Regions from separate parts of the Sus scrofa genome. Here region 2 is linked to region 1. Evidence: chromatin contacts called from public HiChIP or PLAC-seq data. All regions are on one chromosome and are shown on one strand. The core of a region is the stretch at or near the end of the contact, and the rest is flanking DNA. Distances in the headings are between cores, read along the strand shown.

Region 1 (4,177 bases), core at 941-3,440:
TAACTGCACAGTTATCTTCACAGCTGGCACCAAGAGCTTTGAGTCAGCTGATTCTGGGTGGCACACCCTAAGGGGCACTTTGTTTTTTGTTTTTTTTTTTGGCCACCCCGCAGCATGTGGAGCTCCCAAGGCAGGGATCAGATCCGGGCCGCAGTCTCAACCTAAGCAGTAGCTGCAACAACACCAGATCCTTACTTAATCCACAGTGCCAGGCCAGGGATCGAACCTGTGTCCCGCCTCTCTCAAGATGCCGCCAATCTCATTGCACCACAACGGGAACTCCCCAAGGGACACTTTCCACTTGAATAGGATGCTTGTGTTGGGGAGGTGCAATTATCGGGGAGAATTTGACAGACATGACGCAAGACATGGGCGCTAGAGAAACAGCCAAAAAAGCCACACAAGGATGCTCACAACCCGTGCACACAGACATACAGCAGCCCCAGATCCAGCAGCAGCTCCTCACAGCCCAGAGCAGGCCTACAGCCGCTGCCTTCACCAGCTCCCAGAAGACACCTGTCTGGGCAGCGCCAGGCCCTGCCCATCATGGACGAGCCTATTACCTGTTAACCTGGCGCCCAGAGTCTGCACCTCCCGCCGCCGTGAGCACCTGCCTAGCTCCTCCCTGGCACCTGGCTGCTGGGGATACACAGCAGTCAGTTCTGGGCGGCAGGTTCCGCAGTAACTGGGCTTCCAGTTCTACTCCACAACTTCCCAGCTACATGCTCTCGGCAAATGACATTGCTCCAAACCACACCTCCTACCAGGAGGAAGTTTTTCCAGCCTCATCCACCCGCGGCCCCTCACCCTCACGCTGGACTTTTTGGCACCTCGACCTCCAGGGCAGCTCCCTACCCCCACCCCAGCCGGCGGCGGATTTCTGGGCTCCGCCCTGCCGCCTGTCCCCACCTCTGTCCCCTGGCCCCTCCCACTCCTAGTCCCAGAGCTCCAAGTTCATGCTTCCTGCGGGGAGAGAAATCCCTTTTTCGTTCCCTAAGAGGGACTCCCCTCTCTTTGTGGCAGGAACTGGGGACAGCTTACATTCCCCAGCAGGAAGTCTCCACGCCTGATCACCGCGCCAGAAAAGAATGGGCTTTGACCCACAACACCAGGGATTAAGACCCCAGCTCGGAGGGGGTTGTCTTCCTGCGGGGGCGGGAGGAGCCGGGGCGAGGAGAGCGGCGAAGTCTCACCCTGGGGGGTGGATCAGTTTGGGAGCCGCCCTCCGCCCAGGCGGAGGCCAAGCTCTCCGCCCAGTGGCGGGGCTTCGCTAGTGCAGGGGCTGGGGCCCGGCCACTCGGCCCAGCTGCCAAAGAGCCGCCCCCAGCCCGGCCAGGACGCAAAGCCAGGCGCTTCCCCTTCCCCTAGAACCTCCGCTCCGGCCCCCGGGGACCGAGCAGGATGCCCCTCCCTGACCGGCCGTGTGCAGCGCCTCGCTCGGACTCCATCGGCCAGGGCCTCATCCCAGGGCTGTGCTCACCCTCTCTCTGGGGCTTCCGGACACAAACCCCGGGACCCCCGAACCCCTCTGGGCCGGAGAAACTTACTTTAGTCCTTACCTACAACCCCTGCAGCCCCAAGAAACCTCCACCACCAGGGCGGAGTGCCATTGCTGTCCTCTGCCCCGTGAGCCCCAGAGGCAAGCAGAGGTGACACATCCAGGACCACCACGCACAGCCGGAGACACCCCCCTCATAGGTAATAACACGTATCTCGCTGCTATGACACAAGTGGTTACAGGGACTTGACACCACGGTGAAAGAGCAACCCCAGACCCAAGCCCAGCCCAGCTGTCCCCCTGATGAAGAAGAGGGGCTCCATCAAAACACACACTCCTGCTGAGCCCGCTGTGGCCCACCCACGGGGCCCCCACACCTCCGCAGGCTTGCCCAGGGCTGGAGGAAACTGCGCATGCTCAGGAAGGCCTGGGAACCCAGTGGGATGGTTGCAGCTCAGGGAAATGCCAGCTGCCCTCCCTGGGCGTCTGGATGAAGCCCATGGGGGACCAAAGGAAGAGCAGAAGGCCCTACATACCCACCCACCAAAAGGTCCCATTCTAACCTCTCTCCAGGGCATGCGCAAACGGTCAGCCTTGCTCCAGGGAGAGAAGCTGGGGGCTTCTGGGAGTGGGGGGTGGGGGACACAGAGCCAGCAGGGGAGAGTTCCCAGCAGGGCAGGAGTCCGACTAGCTCTCCCAGTCTGTCTGCCTGTCCCCAGGCGGTTCCCAAGTTCCCAGGAAGGTGGTGACCACACCCCAGAGCCCCACCCACCCCCACCACCCCCACAGCTTTGCCCCAACCCCTCAAACCAGCTCCTCAGGCTCTGAGTGGCGTGCTCTGCCAGGGCCAGCCAGCCAATTGCAAATGAGCTAAGGAATCCAGCCCGGCAGTGCCCGGGCACCTCCACCCACGGCCCCCTGGGACTAAGGTGACCCCAGGGACCCCCAGCCTATTCCCTGCCTTTGACCGATGCTGGCCTTCTCCCTCCACAGGTCTCCCACAGATCGCTCTCTTGTGTCCCACTTAGATCCCTGGACCTGGAGCCTCGCCCTCCTGAAGCAAACCCTCGGCTCTGCGGGGTTAGCTCTTCAAAAGGTAACCCGGGCCAGGACCCCAGAGTAGCACTAAGCCCCACGGGACTTTGGTGGCTCCCCGTGTGTCCCGGTTCTCTGAACAATGTCCCAGCAGATAACCTTTAAGGACAGGGCTTTGGGGAGGGGCTCAGACACCCTCCAGTCCTCGCTAGCGATATTCCAGAACCCTCGTCCTCTGCTAGTCCAGCTCTCACGGTCCCAGGTCCTCTCCCCAGTCCCCCTCATCGCACAGCTAGGAACAAGGCAGTACCCCTAAGGCTGGGACTCCCTTCTACTTCCCACTCCACACGCAAGCCAAGTTCTGGCCCAGCCCAGCATCCCTGGGGGCCAGGGACTAGGAAGCTTCCCCATTCAGCTTCGAAAAGGAAGTGAGTGCCACACCCTGCCCCTGGGATCACCCTTATGGGGGGCAGGAGAATGAAAGCAGAATTGACTCCCCAGGAGTTCCCTTGTAGTGCAGCAGGTTAAGGATCTGGCCTTGTCACTGCAGCGACCTGGGTTCGATCCCTGGCCCAGGACCTTCCGCATGCCCATGCCGCAGGGACAGCCAACAAAAAAGAAGCTACTCCCCTAATTTAGACCCAGCACAGGCAAGGAGGCCCTAAAAGGCCTTCCAAGGCATCTTCAGCCTCCCTCCTTCCCTCCTCCCCACTCCCTTGACTTCACCTGTAGCCACAGGCCACCACCCCCCAGCCCCTGCACCCCAGGCATCACTGTGTCCCACAAAAATCAACCCAGTTCCTATCACTTGTTAGGCTGCACCCAGAAGAGCACGGGATCCTACAGTCAGGGGCTGGAGTCTAGTAGAGAAAACTTTCAAAACCAGTTATTGCTGGGGTGGGGTGGGGGGTGGATTATTGGGAGCCCAGCGCTATGCTGGGGACGCAGAGGTAACTAGCTGGATCCCTTTTTCTCTGGAAAGTCCAAGTCATTCTCGAAGGAGCACATTGCCATGGGAGGATCCCACCCTGCCTTTCCACAAACCCACTCTACGGAGCAGGGCACTCAGCAGCAGGCTCCCTGGAGGGACCTCGCCACCTCCACCCCGGCAGCCACGCCCTGCGAAAGGCGCGAGCACGCACAAGGCACACAATTCTCGGTGACCGTAATGCGCAGAGGCGCCGAAGCCGTCCCCACGTGGTGCCTGGAGCCCAGCGAGTGCCCTGAGATGCCCACTCCGCGCTCCTCCCACGCAAGGGGCACAGCCGGCCCTGCTTAGATCCCACGTGTCCCTCGTGGCCAGCGAGGGGCTGCGCCCCCGCATCCCGGCGCCCTGGCACTGCAGGGGGGCCCGAGCCCAGCCAGCCGAGGGCCAGCCCTCGCACATCGCGCACCCTCTCCCTGCATGGGAGAGCCTTACATAACACAGCTCTCTGAACACACCCTAAGCCCAGGGCCTTTCCCCCTCCACCGCACGACCTCGCCCCCCAGCCGGCTCTCCAGGAGCGCGCCTCTGGAGTGAAGGGCTCCAGAGCAGGCAGCCGAGCTCTCCTCCTACGCCAGCCGCGATCCTGCCCCCGCCCTCCCACACAAGCCCCTTCCACCCCCCTCGCCTTTGCCCCTCACCACTCCTCCCCGAGTTCT
Region 2 (4,177 bases), core at 885-3,384, 170 kb before region 1:
TCTTTCAAGGCTGTAACAACAGAAGAGAAGGGGACCCATATCACTCAGGGTCTCATTTCCTTCTAAGACCTCTTGAGACTGTTACCGACACAGCCAGCTTATCTTCTTGGGGAAGCCAGTTTAACAAATTTGGGTCTTGCTGACCCCATATAAAGTTACGCTTTGGTTCATGCCGCATTTTGAACCAAAATGTACTATTTGAAGAGTTAAGAAAAAGCAGCGACAGAGTTAGGAGTTGTCCAGCAGACTGAAACCTTAACGTCTTTTCTCAAAAAGCAAATCCAGTCAAGTTGCAATCGTAGCAGGAGGAACTGCGGGTTTCCTGGTCAAGGTTACAGTATGGCACATTTTGGGCTGAGGCAGGCCTCCTTTCCAGGGCCTTGACTTTAGACAGATGTTGAGTTTATCTTCATCCCCTGGCTTGTGCTGTCAAACTGGGTCCCTAAGAGGTACCCCAGGGACAGAGGGATGAAGGCTGGTCTTCCAAGTAGCTGCAGATCAGCCACAACTTGATTATGACACACAGATGCAACTACCCAGAGAAGAAAGAGAAAGAAGTTTCTAGAGTAAAAAAAAAAACAAAAAAAAACAAAAAAAACTTAAAAGAGACACGTGCACCCGCATGTTCATTGCAGCACTATTCACAAGAGCCAGGACATGGAAACAACCCAAATGTCCATCGACAGATGATTGGATTCGGAAGATGTGGTATATATACACAATGGAATACTACTCAGCCATAAAAAAGAATGACATAATGCCATTTGCAGCAACATGGATGGAACTAGAGAATCTCATCCTGAGTGAAATGAACCAGAAAGACAAAGACGAATACCATATGATATCACTTATAACTGGAATCTAATATCCAGCACAAATGAACATCTCCTCAGAAAAGAAAATCATGGACTTGGAGAAGAGACTTGTGGCTGCCTGATGGGAGGGGGAGGGAGTGGGAGGGATCAGGAGCTTGGGCTTATCAGACACAACTTAGAATAGATTTACAAGGAGATCCTGCTGAATAGCATTGAGAACTTTGTCTAGATACTCATGTTGCAACAGAACAAAGGGTGGGGGAAAAAATGTAATTGTAATGTATACATGTAAGGATAACCTGACCCCCTTGCTATACAGTGGGAAAATAAAAAATAAAAAAAATTTAAAAAAAGAAGTTTCTAGAGTGCCTTTTGCGAGAAACAGTCCAGTGTTGAGAGCACTTTCATAGCTTCCTGGCTGTCTAGGGGAAATTTCATAAGCAACAATTGCCAAATGCAGAGCTGTGTTAGCCAGAGCAGTCAGAAAGTCAATGAGATACTTTGGGTTGCTTATGGCTTCTCATCCAGATCGCTGTGGACTCTGACAAAAGGACTTAGAAAAGGACTTTGTGCTCTCTGCATGTAGTGTCTGCTGCTTATGTCTCCCAGGTCAAAGCTTCAGGCCCCGTGAGCTTTTGTGGGCTATTTTACATAATAGAATAATGTATCCATAAGTTCATGCCGTTAATCTAGCATCTCACAGTTGCCTTAGGGGATAGAAAAGTAAACTTCTATTTTTAGGTCGCCATGGTAACAGTAATCTAGGGCAATTTGGTGGGGGGGGGGTGAATACGGGTGATTGGTTCAATCATCTAGGGGGTCAGAGCCTTAAAGGAACGCTCTGGGACAAGGAGGAGGAAAAGTGTCCACAAAAAATCAGGGCACTTGTAGTTGAAGGAATTTACAGCTGGGATCCTGAGGTTCAGAGGAGGGGTTTCAGACCCTTCAGTGCACCCCAGGCACAGATCCAGAACAATTACAGAGTTTATCTTTCTGTTCTTTATCAAATGTTAAGCGGAGAGAACATTGAAAGGAAGAGATTGCGTTTAAAAGAATAACTAGCAAGGCTAGGAAACACTTCTGGCCGAAGAAGGATTTTAGTGTGTGCAGCGAGGCATCACTTCACCCATCTCGCCAACGCCACCACACCATCCCAGTTTCATAAGCAGGAGGAGTGCCCTGCATCCCACTGGGTAGCTCGCATACGTGAAGAGCCAGCATAACCCCTGTCCTAGGAGCCGGACAGCCGGAGTCCAGCCCTCAGTGGCGACGCGGACAGAAGAGCTTGTGCTGCGGCCGCCAGTAGAGGCTTTACGGTAATTCGCGGGGCGGGGCCCGGCCTTCGCGCGCAGGCGCGCAGCCGTTGCGGGTCCAGTGGTTGCGAGCAGAGCGGTTTCCCGAGTGGCTCCGCTGGGAGGGACTGGGCTGTGCAGGTTCCGAGGCCGGCGGGCAACTCCGCCCGGCCTGAAGCCCCGGCGTCCGCCTCCTTCACCGTCCTTGGTAGGTGGACGGCCCTGCGGGAGCCTCGCCAGAGACCCGGGGAAGCACCCGTCGCGGTGCCGGGCGCTGGAGGCGGGAGGGCGCCGGCGAGATCGCGACCTCAGGCGCCCCTGACTCCGCGGCGGGGGTGGGAGCGGGGAACGGGTCTCCCCAGGAAACCGAGGCCCGATGTGGGACCCGGGAGGAAGCCTGGAGCGGAGGTTCCGGGCGCCTTCCCCGCCCCTCCCGGGCCGAGGACCCAGCCTGGGACGGGAGCCGGGGTTTCCCGGGGACTCTGAGCCCGGAGGAGGCGGCGAGGAGGGGGTGCGGGCTCCGGGGAGGGGAGCATCGCCCCACCACCGCGAGTCCGGCAGGTGCCTCCGGCCGGGGCCGGGCGATCTGCGCTTTTCGTGCAAAGTTCAGGCCTCGCTGCCTCTGCCCTTCGTACTCCCTGGATCTCAGGAATTTGCCTGCGGCTGTAAACCTTGCATCCCACCCCACCCCTGCCCAGTAGAAACCGAACCTTGTCCCCAGCAGGAGACGTTAGCTCCGTGCGGTTTGGGGCCCGCTTGAAACGACTTTCATCTTCCTGACCCCTAGGATCCGTCGCCATGAATTCCGCCGTCATCGTGGTCCACGGCGGCGGAGCCAGCTGCATCTCCAAGGACCGGAAAGAGCGGGTCCGCCAGGGCATCGTCAAAGCCGCCACCGTGGGTTACAACATCCTCAAAGAAGGAGGGAGCGCCGTTGACGCTGTGGAAGGAGCCGTCGTTGTCCTGGAAGACGATGCCGAGTTCAACGCAGGTAGGTTTGCCCTGCAGCCAGCAACTGCTGCCAGACCGGAGTAAGCTTGTCCCCACCCCCACCCCCAAATAAATAGGACCTTTCTCAGTGGAGCTCTTCTGCTTTATGGTAAAAATCTAATATGCTGAAGAGATTCCATTTTTCTCTCCTTACCTGTTGACCAAGTTGCTTTAAAGAACCGTAAAATTCGTTCTGCACCCCATTTTCTTTACCCGGCTTCTTAGAATTCACATACCAAGGGCCTTTTTTATTCCATCTTTTTAGGGGGCAGGGGTTGGCTCCTGTTGGGTGGTAATCTCAGAAGCTGCCAGGTGTAATCTAACAGGGAGGAACTGAAGAAAAAGGCAGACCACTCCAGGTTGGTAGGTGGCAGGTTTAATAAGCATGGAACATACAGAAGAGGCTTGTCTTGCAAGATAAATAGACCTCTTTCTGAACCAGCCAGAATCTTAAAAGCCATGTGGTCTTTTTTTTTTTTTTTTTTTCCTTTTTTTTTTCTTTTTAGGGCTGCACCCATGGCATATGGAGATTCCCAGGCTAGGGGTCAAATTGGAGCTGCCGGCCTACACCACAGCTCACAGCAACGCGGAATCCTTAACCCACTGAGCAGGGCCAGGGATCAAACATGCGTCCTCATGGATGCTAGTCAGATTTGTTAACTGCTGAGCCACGATGGGAACTCCTTATTTTATTTATTTATTTTTTTAAGCCGCATGGAGCTCTTATCTGGGTCCAGTCACATAAACCACCCCGATGATCTCAACACATTTTTCTCTTACAGCTGCGTCCTTGGGCAGCTTCTAGCTCAGGACTAGCAAGTGGAGGGCACATTCTAAGGACAGGGGAGGGGCAGAAGGGCCACTGACCGCCTTGGGGCCCGCTTGCAGGTGACTGGCAGTCGTCCTCAGTGATTCCTCCCAACACTCCATCCCTCATCACCGGCCTTTGCCATCGCACACACCCCCTCTTCCGCATTGTGCCCTGAGTGGTCAACAAAGTTGACCCCTTGTTGGGGGCTCAGTTGGCAGGTCTCTGGCTTCGTTGGAGCTGATGCCACAGCAGTGATACAGGCACATGCA

The links. HiChIP or PLAC-seq counts read pairs in DNA pulled down with a chosen protein or histone mark.
Region 2: an H3K27ac HiChIP or PLAC-seq map of alveolar macrophages shows a contact between it and region 1. The contact joins the promoter of ASRGL1 here to the promoter of AHNAK in region 1. A contact is called at or near these places in 1 of 5 promoter capture datasets (fetal liver) and 1 of 2 datasets of contacts at active chromatin or transcription factors (alveolar macrophages).

The regions. Positions count from the first base shown.
Region 1 is chr2:9,184,997-9,189,173 of Sscrofa11.1, reverse strand. It overlaps AHNAK (neuroblast differentiation-associated protein AHNAK), which reads right to left and starts at 2,190. Exons shown (of 10, transcript XM_013994215.2): 1 at 2,062-2,190.
Region 2 is chr2:9,351,341-9,355,517 of Sscrofa11.1, reverse strand. It overlaps ASRGL1 (isoaspartyl peptidase/L-asparaginase), which reads left to right and starts at 2,134. Exons shown (of 7, transcript XM_005660800.3): 1 at 2,134-2,315; 2 at 2,895-3,098. The coding sequence starts at 2,906.